Linked DNA regions of Mus musculus: region 2 is linked to region 1. The links are chromatin contacts, called in public Hi-C maps. All regions are on one chromosome and are shown on one strand. Each heading gives the region's core, a stretch centred on a gene start, on an enhancer-like site or on the middle of the called end of the contact. The rest is flanking DNA. Distances are from core to core; before and after follow the strand shown. Region 1 overlaps Ust (uronyl-2-sulfotransferase). Region 2 overlaps Ust (uronyl-2-sulfotransferase).

Region 1 (5,400 bases), core at 441-2,940:
TCTTGATATTTTGTTGTGGTCATTGGTTTTATTTACTTATTTATTTTGATAAATAAAGACTGGTAAAATTGAAAGCAGAATAAAATGCACGTCCCATAACTCATGCAGAAAATGTTTACTAAACATAAAGACTGTCATATGGTATAAGTACATTAAAAATGAAGTCAAACGATTTCTCGCGTCCACAGCAATTCAGACCATCAGACAGGCCCCACACCTGCATTTGCTTATGTAAGATCCCTTTCATAGGCCCCAGTTAATATTTGTGGAGGGAAGTAATTACTGAAATGATCCTGCCCTCCCTCTCCTAGTTCCCACCTCTGGGAAGTTCTGTGCCTTGAAACTGGGGGTAGCGGGGGTGGGGGGGTGGGGAGTCCACTAACATGACACACTTGTTTGCTTCCAATCCTGCTTTGGTTTAGCTGTTATTTGATGCTTGGTACATGCAAGGCTTATTTGATGGTTACTGTTTTTGCCTTTTCCCTGTTCTTCCCAGCATGCCCAATGACAGCTGTGTTTTGCTTTGTGTATGTTTGAATAGACTTGAGGATTGCTGCTAGCATTCCCTGGGAGAACTCATCTGAGCTCTGCCATGTTTCTGCATGATTCTGGGCAGTTTTGTGAGTTATTGATTTGGTTCCTCTAAAGCAAACAATAGTCTCCAAGGTTAAGAACCTTCTACCCTTGTAATGGCAGAGAGTGAATAGCCAGCCACGCCAACGTCTGTCTTTCTGAGGATGGTTGGAAGCCTGTCATTAGGGTATAGAAAATGCCAGTGTAATGGTGCAGATTTGTTTAATTGTTTTCCGGGTGTGGGGTTGGTGGAGAGAAGGTAAACCTTAATTCTTTTGCTGTTTCTCTGTGTTTAGAGAAACAGTCACATAGCCACACACAGGTTTCTGCTATAACCATCTTTAGATAGCCATGATTGTAGCATCTAGCTGCTAAAGAGAACTTAACAAAGATCGTGGTCTGGGAATCTTGTGCTTCAAATAAGAAGGGCTTGAAGGGGATGCAGGGCTACTCCTGACTTTGTTTAGGAGGATAGGTACAGCAATGTGAGGGAGTAGAGGACCGGACAAGCAGGGAAGGCTGGGGTCATTTTTTCCCCCTGACTGGTCATCATTTCACCTGTGGAGGTTATGTAAGGCATATTAAACCACTTGCTACTTCTTGTTGCTGGAGTGTGGGATATGTTTAAAGCATGTCATTTCCTCAGTGTGGGTCTGTTTGCACCCAATCTAAACTCCTTGTTTTGGAGACAGCAGATCCAGTATGGCCCTCAGCTGTGTATTTCAAGAGGTTTTTTATAACAGGGTTGGTCTGTGGCACTCCTGGGGAGTAGCGCTTGGCGGGCTTACAAAACCGCTCTGTTGCAGCGATGACATACTTTGTGTGGTTCTGGAAGCTAAATAAAACACGGGAAAGAGATAGTAAATAAAATAAAGAGCACACCTATGTAATTATTGCCAGAAGCGAACATGTGAAACCCTAAATTTGACTGTGGTGCAGGCACCTGAAGATTTATGAGAATAGACATTGTTCCCAGATTAAATTGTCAGGAAAGCAGCAGCTACCAAACGTCTTCTTTAGATAAAATAGTTTTTTAAATGTTCTGTTCACTGGGGAAGCAGAGAGCAGATGGCCACTGAGCTGATCCCACCAGCCTTCATGGGACATTGTAGAAGCAGCTGGGCTATTCAGCGTTGCTTATTTTCTGCTAGGAGACTGGCTCTCTCTGTCTCTTTGTCTCTTTGTCTCTCTGTCTTGGTCTCTCTCTCTCTTTCTCTCTCTGTCTGTCTCTCTGTCTTTCTCTGTTTCTCTGTCTCTGTCCTCCTTCTCTCTGTGTGTATGTGTGGGTGTGTATATATGTGTGTGTGTGTGTGTGTGTGTGTGTGTGTGTGTGTATGTATGCAAGTGCACACAGCCACGTGCAGCCATGCTTATGCATGTGTGCATGTTTGTTCGTGCACGTGTGTTCATGCCCATGGAGGTCAGAGGTCGACATTGTCTTCCTCTCTTGTAATCTCCATGGCGTTTGTTTGTTTGTTTGTTTGTTTGAGACAGACACCAACCTGGAGCTTGCATTTATTTATTTATTTATTTATTTATTTATTCATCCATCTATTTGAGACAGTGTTTCTCACCAACCTGGGGCTCAGTGACTTCCTGGCTGGCAAGCAGATGCAGGGGTTCTCCTGTGCTTGTCTCTTTCCCCCCAGTTCTCAGGAGACAGTGCATCATGCCTGCTGGGTATCTGAACTCAGGTCTTCTTGTTTGCCTGTCAGGCAGTTCCCCCACTGAACTGGATTTTACGATGTGGTGGCTTTGTGACTTTACAACAATGGACTGTTTACATGCTAACAGTTCTAGTTTCAGACTCTTACCCAAGCCTGTGGTTCAGGTCTTTGGCTTTTCCCGTGGCCATTTCTGTGAGCTCAGGGTTTTCCCACTTACTTACTGTTTTGTCTCTTGGTAGATGCGTTCAGGTGGGTTATCAGGGCTAACCTTGACGACTACTTCTTTGGGAGTTTTGCAACTAAGAAAACTGAGGCTGTAGGTGAGATAATTTTCAGAAGGCCACATGAACACCAGATGTCGACTCCATCCCCATCTCTGTCCACCTAAAACCACGCCACCTCATTAGTCTGCCCTACCAGCCACCATCCAGTGCCAGTGGGCCAAGCCAGTCCTGGCACTTCTGTAACTTTGGCTAGCTTTTCCAGTTAGATGAATTGAACTGTGCATCTAACATGACCCATATATCCATGGCTTCTTCCATTTAGAGAACACAGCACAGTGTTCTCTGCATAATGCACATCGGTGAATTTCTGCCTTAGGTTCCTTGAGCTCCATGAACAGATGAGAAAGCAGGTGCAAAGGTCAGTGGTCTTTACCCTTCTCTCCACCTGGTGAGAATCCTATTCTGGAGGCTTGCTTAGACTTTCTCCAACCCATCTGTTCATTCACGTGCTTTCCCATTTGTGTGAGACTAAACGCTGTGCACACACTCATGCCTTTTTATTTTTAGCGAGAAGGACAACCAACCACTCATTCTGTGTGTACCGTGTCAAGCACCGGGCTTGATATCCTGCGGAGCTTGTCTCTTTTCAGTTTTGTTTTTAACAGCTTGGAATGCAGTTCTGAGATAGAACACTCGCCTAGAATGAACATGGCCTTGGAGTCCGTTTTCAGTACCGCACATGCTTGCAAAATAGTTGTTAGCTGTTCAAGTAAATAAAGATAGAATCCTTTAGCTCTCACAGCGGCCCTGGGAAAGGCCCCTTTGTCCTGTGTTATAAGGGGGGGGGGGGTGAAACTCAGCAGGAAGAAGCCACTTGCTCCAGTCACAGTAGATAGGGTTTAAAAACATACTAGGACCCTGCCTCTAATGGATTCCTGAGGCTGTCGACTCGTTTTATTGTACTGAATTTTATTTTTATTTTTCCTCCCCCTCCCTGGCCCCCATTGCTCAGGATTTTACCTAGAACCTTGTTCATGCTGGTCAAGTACTCCATCACTAAGATCTGTCTTCTGGAGATGTTTTTGTTTTGTTTTGTTTCACTTTGCTTTGCTGTTGTTGTTTTAATACTCAAGTTGAGGCGAAACTTACACTGAGTGAGTGCACATACCATCCATGTACCGTTTGATGAGATCTGATAAATACACACATTCACGTCACCCTCCATCCAGCCATCAGCATCTATTGGCCAAGAAGTTTCTTCCTATTCCTTTTCCTATTGGCCCAGCCACCCAGAATTAGCTCTCAGGGCTCCTGAACATCATAGAAGTCTAGAGTATGCATGCATGCCTCTCCCTTCATTTACCCTTCATACTGTTTCTAAAGGGGTGATATCTGCCACACTTCAGGCTCGTTGATTTTCATTTCTCGACCAGCATCCCCTTTCATGAACATGTGTCTGCTCACTCTCCTGCCGATAACACTTCGGTTGCTTCTCTTCCGGGGCCATCATGAACAAGAGCGATGTGAGTGTTTGTGTGCCTGAGAGGGTTTTTGGTTTTGTTTCTTTGCGTTTTGATTTTTTCTTCTTTTGAGAACACATGTCTTCATTTTCTTTGTGTAAATACATCCCTATCTGTTCACCAATGGGATCATGGAGTGGAAGCATGTACCACTTCCTAAGGAACTCCAGTTTTCCAAACTATCTGTCTGTACTGGCTAGTTTTGTGTCAACTTGACACAGCTGGAGTTATCACAGAGAATGGAGTTTCAGTTGAGGAAATGCCTCCATGAGATCCAGCTGTAAGGCATTTTCTCAATTAGTGATCAAGGGGGAAAGGCCCCTTGAGGGTGGGACCATCTCTGGGCTGGTAGTCTTGGTTCTATAAGAAAGCAGGCTGAGCAAGCCAGGGGAGGCAAGCCAGTAAAGAACATCCCTCCATGGCCTCTGCATCAGCTCCTGCTTCCTGACCTGCTTGAGTTCCAGTCCTGACTTCCTTGGTGATAAACAGCAGTATGGAAGTGTAAGCCGAATAAACCCTTTCCTCCCCAACTTGCTTCTTGGTCATGATGTTTGTGCAGGAATAGAAACCCTGACTAAGACACTGTCCATTTTCCCACTCCCACTAATGTGTGAGTCTTGTAATTCATATTTCTGCCAGCATTTGGGACCGTTGCTTATTTTAATTTTCATCGTTCCTTTTCACGTGGCTTTTCCCACTTAACAGTGAGCCTTCTAAGATTAGCTCAATGTCTGGCATAGTCAATCTGACATATATAAAAGTATTGTTTTGAGAATGGTTGTCAGGTTTCTAACAGTGAAACTCTAGAACAGTGATTCTCAACCTGTTGGTTGAAACCCCTTTGGAGACCAAACAACCCTTTCTCAGGGGTCACCTAAGACTGAGGAAAACACAGATACTTATATTATGGTTTATATCGGTAGCAAAATTATAGTTATGAAGTAGTGAGGAAAATAATTTTATGGTTGGGGTCACCACAACGTGAGGAACTGTACTGAAGGGTCACAGCTTTCGGAAGGCTGAGAAGTGCTATAGACCTCCAAGTGTGCTACAGTGGGCAGGGAATCTAATGTAAAAGCACAAGAGGAACCTTTTAAAAGTGAAGAGGTAGATTTAGGCACCTCTTAAGAAGGGAGCCACAGTATCTTTTTCCTTACAGAAACTTTGCAATTTTATGAGGTCCCATTTGTCAATTCTAGATCTTACAGCATAAGCCATTGCTGTTCTGTTCAGGAATTTTTCCCCTGTGCCCATATCTTCGAGGCTTTCCCCCACTTTCTCTTCTATAAGTTTCAGTGTCTCTGGTTTTATGTGGAGTTCCTTGATCCACTTAGACTTGAGCTTTGTACAAGGAGATAAGAATGGATCAATTTGCATTCTTCTACATGATAACTGCCAGTTGTGCCAGCACCATTT
Region 2 (5,862 bases), core at 1,457-3,956, 70 kb before region 1:
CAACCACCGGGCCTAGCAAAAATGTTTGTTTTTATTAAAATTATCAGTCTGTTTCCTCTATTCTGCCAGTGTATTACAGCCTGCTTGGACCATGAAAAACTAGATTGTTGCTGGAGAATCTGTAGGAAGCAGAATGTATAGAGAAGGCAGAGGGGAAGCAGAGCAAATCAAATCATGGGCATCCAGAGTTCTGAGACAGGAAAAAGAGGGACTAGTAACAGCCGGTGGAGACAACAAAACCAAAACCAATCAACAATGAACACAGAAAGCACAAGAGACAGAGACAGTCGACATGAAACCAAAGGCAAGAGACAAAACCAAACCAAGAACCCCATGTTGCTGGTGCCATGTCCCTCTATGCCCTGGATGGAAGAGTATATTGGATCTCGTCAGACCCACCTCATCCCAGATTGACATCTCAACAGATCCAGATGTCACAGAAAATTATGACGACTTATCAGGAGAGGCTCTTTGAAGATGCTTGCTGTTTTTCTCACATGGCAGTTCACTCTGATAGTTCTTGAAACCAAAAGCACACCTCAGAGCCTTGGAACTTCTCAAGGTTCCCACCTCCTGAGATGGCCATTAAGCTGTGAGAGTCCAGCTTTAGAATTTGGGTGGGTGGTCTGATCTCTCTGTGGCCTCCAGAAAATAATAACCTCACGAGGCAAGAGTAAGACCACCACTACAATTTTTAAGCCAAATTTGAAGCAAGCCTTTTAAAATTCCAGCCAGGACCATGGACACTGGCCAGATTCATACCCGAGACTCAAGCTCAGAATATGGTGCTGAATTATTACGTTGTTGTTGGTGATGGTGGTGAGCTTGTAAAGGCACAACCCACAAGACTTTGTACTTCCTGCCTTTGTCCAGTCAGAGCCAAGCACACATGCTAACGTACTTCCTGCCTGTAAACCTCCTGCACACATCCTGTGCAGTTGGGGCAACCAAGCTTGTTCTTAAACAATAGCCACCAGCATTCTAGGAAGTTATCTGTCCTTGGGCAAGTGGGGCTTACCATTAGAGGGGGTTTGTTTTTATAGATCTCTCAAGCACAGATTTAAAACATAATGTTAGCCATCACATTAGGGACAGGAAGCTATTGTTCAGAGGGTTGTCACACCTTTCCCAGCTCTCTGGCTGTTGTACTCCACCATGGAACATCCACAGAGGTCTTTTAAATGTCCTAATCTTTTCTCTTGAGTTAAGAGAAGCTCACCAGAGATGACCACGCAGTCACAGTGTATAGCTAATTGGAAGTCTTTATTGCAGCCAGCTTGGCTCACACCCAAGTGTTTCTGTGTAGGAGTGGCCCCAAGTATCCAGAGCATAGGGGTTTTCAGGAGCAGAGATCTCTTCCAGGCATCTTTCTCAGCAACTGCAAGGTGAGCTTCACAGAGTAAGCAGTTCAAAGAAAGAAGTTTTAACAGAAGCTAAGTAGTTAGCCAGGAAGGATTTTTGCACAGACTGGCAGGTAAGATAAAGGGTTAGCTACCTGGTAATGGTCCACACAAACAAGCAGTTTTAACAGACTGCTGGGAGATCCCAGCCTAGAATAAAGTTTAGGTCGTTTCCCATGGGATTCTCTATCAGAGATCAGAATCTAATTAAACCTGACTCAGCAAGAATACAAGATGGTGGAACCTCTGCACTGTCTTGTCCCACCACATTTGGGCTGCTGTTTATTTCTGTTCCTTCAAGAAGAACTATAGAACATTCTCTTATACTCTAAAATCTTCTAAATAGTTGAAAATGCAAGACTGGCTACCATGCCCCTTCCCATCTACATGCAATCTTGTCTAGAAAAATGACCTGTATAGCAGCTGTTTTTCTTTCGAAATAACTATTGAACAGTCACCAAAGGGGAGAAGAGAAATTAAAGACATTAACACCAAAACTGCTGATTAATCCCATCCTGTAAACAAAGCAAAAAAAAAAAAAATCAGACTTAGTACAGGTGTTTCCTTAAATGAGACTAATATGCAGATAGTTAAAAATTAACAAAGCATCAAGAAAGAGATAACTTGTGAGCCAAACGAGCAAAGCATCCGAGTAGGCTGTTCCTAACAGGCTAATGAGGCCACAACAAAGATAAGCTGGTTTTAATTACTTTCTCCATCCTCGTCTCTTTTCTCCATTTATATGCCCTTTCTGTCAACAATCCAGTTCTCTTGGATGTGAGGGAGCTGCGGCCCTCAGCCACCTTCGAATCTATCTTTTTTGAGAATGTGTTATTTCCGTGCCTTGAAGAGTAAGCAGCCTCGAGGTTTCCAGTGCACACATGGCCAGGTTCTTGGCAACAGCTTCTTGCTGGGTGATGTGCCGCTCAGATGCTGTCTTCACGACCAGAGTCTCATCTGACCATCCTGACAGACCTACCAGTATACTGCATTGTCTGCACCCTCGAGCTGCTGATGATATAAAGAAGACGCACTGAGGCAGAAGGAGCTGGCTCAGGGCTTCCAGCACAGCTTCCTGCCCGGACGGTTTTTCTCTTGTGTCCCACTGAGCAGTGGGCCTGATTCATCTGGTTGGAGTTCCACTGACACGAGATTGGGGAATCACTTGCAATCTCATTCTGCTGCAGTGTCAGAATTCCTCCCATGACATGCCAAGGAATGTGGGTGACATCACATACAGACTCAGACACTCCAAGGGGAAGTTACTTTTACCACAGGAGAGAGAGAGAAAAAAAAAAAAAACCAGAAAGTGGTGACTAATGGGGAAGCTGAGGCAGAGGTGAGTAGGAGGGGAGTGGCCTGAGCAGCTGAGGCTTGGCCACCTGGCCTTGTTGCCTTGCCAGACTGACCTCGTTTGTGGTGAGGCCAGTCTGCAGAAGGTCTCCCTGAAGGCAAATGTTGACATAATCTCTGCGTGTACAGCCAATCTAAGCAGTGTGGGGGTAAAGTGGGTGTTTTCTGGAAGTGTGTGGTGGGCTCTTTCAACAACCCTCAGAGGCAGCTCTCCAACATAAGACACGGGAAAGACGGAGAGAAGATGCCAGCAAGCTACATCAGTACAAGAGTGTCCGTGTCTCACATAAGCAGATGGCAGGATGGAGGCCATCTTGTTCATGCTGTTTCTGATTCAAAAAACCTGCTGAGCAGAGCTGGAAGGCCTTCAGAGTGAACCATGTGTGGGTATGTTCTTTGAGTCATGTTGACAGAGGAAGAGATTCCTCAGAGAGCAGAGAGGGGAAGGGAATACTGTTAGTACCTTGTGACCCCCACCTTTTGCTTCCCCAGGCAAAGGCTGGCTTAGATTGGCCACAGAGTGATCATAGTTCATGTTTTCATGCTTCTGAGGCATCATGGGGACTTATTCTATTGCATTTGCTAAATGGTTTATGTAGGTGTGAAATTTACATATCTGCGCATGTAAGCATATTGGTGTGTTGGCTCCAGTGTGTGGGTGCATATCTGTGCACATGTGTATGGTTGCCATAGGTCAGCCCACAGGCATTGTTTCTCAGGAGCAATCCATGTTACTTATTTATTTTTGAGGTCTCTCATTAGGACCTCTGATTGGACCGGGCTGTCTGGTGCCAAAGCCTCAGCCACCTCTCAGCCTCCCCATTGCTGGGATGGCGTCCGTCCGAGGGCCACTGTGCCTGACTTTATAAAAACGTGTATGTAGGAGGGAGACAAATCCTCATGCTTTCATGGCATGCATATACTACCTGAGCTATGTCTCCAGCTTTACACAGGCTTCTTTACGTCCTGCTTGCCCGATACCTCTAGCTGGGGAAAGGTATATCTTGACCTGTACATAGCTGGTGCTGTGTTTCTGACTGCTCTTCTGGTCTAGGGTAAGTGTTTATGCACATGGTTAGCAGAGCTTCCTGGGTTGGTAGGGTGACATACAAGAACATACTTCAGTTGCTATGCAGGCTCCTGTCTTCATGTGTCACCTGTTGTTTCGCATAATGTGCTACTATGCCCAAATCTCCCACCTCCCTCCGGGTTGGCTCCATTCTGCCTCCTTTTTGGAATGGTAGGTGATTTTGTTGTTGGTTATTTCAGAGTGAATCTTGCTCTGAAGGTGTAGGCTTCATTGCCATCTCACATCCATGAGACTTACAGGATTGAACGTGTGTTCTGCTCCTGCTTTCACATGCTGACCCTCGTGCATTTGACTCGGCAGCCTTTCTCTTTCATCTGTCGGCTCTTCCATCCAGGTAGGCTCAATTCCTCAACGCATGTTCAGCAAACATCAGTTGTGTGCTGGCTGCTAGAGCAAGAGTAACTAATGACACTGTCACTGGTTTGTGGGCGGAAGAGAAGGGTCTGTTCTACACTAAGAGGGACAGCCAAGGGTTTAAGGTATGGGATGGAGTGAGGGTTAGAAGCAAGGGCCTGTTGTGTCTGGCTGCAGTTACATTGTGCTCTTTGGTTAATACCATGGTTTTGCGGGGAGACCAGGGGTTCTCAAGGGTTCTTAGATAAGCTGAGAGCTTTGGACATTCTGATCTTCCTTCCTTCGGGTGGAGCTGGACATGTCTAGGTGCTGTGCACATGGCATCCTAACAGAGCTGGAAATTAAGTAGATAGAGGGCCAGAGAGCTAGGGGTGTGAATCAGTCCCTTCAAAGTACTATGTAGGAATGCTTTAACTCTGTCTAAAGTTCCGCCAATGGAACCCATCACACTTTAACCTGAAGCATCTGATACTAGTATTTCCTAAAGTTTAATCTGCATTCAAGTCAGCTGAGCGTTTGTTAAAGTGTAGGTCTTCCTGCAGCAGATTTGGGGTAGCACCTGAGATTCTGTGTTTCAAGCAAGTTCTGGGGTGTGGATGGGAAGACCATCCTCCAAGTATCCAAGCAACCAGAAAGCTATACTGTGGCATTTGCGGCAAGCAGGGAAAACTTAGGAGCGAAGATTTCAGACTAACTCAGTAGGGATCTAGGTTTCTGATATTAAGGATTTCTATACACTTCTCGTAGGTCTATGTGTGTGCACTTGTTCATATGTACATGATTGTGGAGGCCAGAGGTCAACCTCAGCTTTCTTCCTCCCCCGGTCCCCCCCCCCCACCCCCCAGACAGGGAATCTCACTGTACCTGAAGATCAAACTGATTTGCTTAGATTGGGTGGCTAGTGAGTCCCAGGGCTATTTATTTATTTATTAATTATTCAAATTGTCCATTTGTAAAATGATAAGTATGTATATTTTGCCAGTGGGTTATAACTGGCTTTGCCTGTACCCTCATGAACACTAGATCTAATCTTTAAAAGATGTTATTACCATACATCAATAGTATATAAAAATAGGGTACGTGAGGCACTTTCGTACATACATATTATGAATTTTGATTATATTCACATCATTATTTTCGTTTGTTCTTTTTTATTCCCACTGTTCCCTTCATCTTTTCAAACTAGTGATTTTGTTGTTGTTGTTGTCCTTTTTTGGGGGCGGGGGTCACAGAATGAATCTAATTGAGTTACAGGAGTGTGGGTTAAGGTTACAGGAACACAGACAACCTAGCCACTGGTTACACCACTTATGAAACTGTTTCTCTCTCTGCCAACAATGATTACTGTTTATTAGATATTCAGGGAGGGATAGACTCTATCTCTATGGTGGAATAGTGAGCAACTCAATCTTATGGATGTACTGCACAGGTCTGAGAGAGCTCATGAGTGCACCAGCCGTTATCATACCTGGAAGAGAGTGTTCTATAACACCCTACCCATTCATTCCATGATCCCTGTGCCTGGGAGAGGAGAGTGATATAGATGTGCAACTTATGGCTGTGTGTTCAACAGTCGCTTATGTTCAGCACTTGGTCTGGCAACGAGCTCTGATCACTGGAAAAAGAAGCTTCTGCAGCTAAAACCGGGAGCAGCACTGATCTGTG

The links. A called contact is a pair of places that touch in the nucleus more often than the background predicts.
Region 2: a contact with region 1 is called in a Hi-C map of cerebellar granule neurons, with 2.0 times the contacts expected there. The contact joins two enhancer-like sites. A contact is called at or near these places in 6 of 484 Hi-C or Micro-C datasets (bone marrow-derived dendritic cells, cerebellar granule neurons, granulosa cells and 3 more) and 3 of 115 datasets of contacts at active chromatin or transcription factors (CD8 T cells, effector CD8 T cells and memory CD8 T cells).

Annotation. Positions count from the first base shown.
Region 1 is chr10:8,425,496-8,430,895 of GRCm38.p6, reverse strand. The region is part of intron 1 of Ust (uronyl-2-sulfotransferase); the gene reads left to right. Among named protein-coding and RNA genes, the nearest start is that of Ust, 91 kb to the left of the region's middle. Within about 2 kb of position 1,690, at least 18 of the 459 cell types and tissues checked have an H3K27ac peak or open chromatin away from gene starts, as enhancers often do. A contact at or near this core is called in cerebellar granule neurons, where this site is marked.
Region 2 is chr10:8,496,270-8,502,131 of GRCm38.p6, reverse strand. All of the region lies in intron 1 of Ust (uronyl-2-sulfotransferase), which reads left to right. Among named protein-coding and RNA genes, the nearest start is that of Ust, 20 kb to the left of the region's middle. Within about 2 kb of position 2,706, at least 36 of the 459 cell types and tissues checked have an H3K27ac peak or open chromatin away from gene starts, as enhancers often do. A contact at or near this core is called in cerebellar granule neurons, where this site is marked.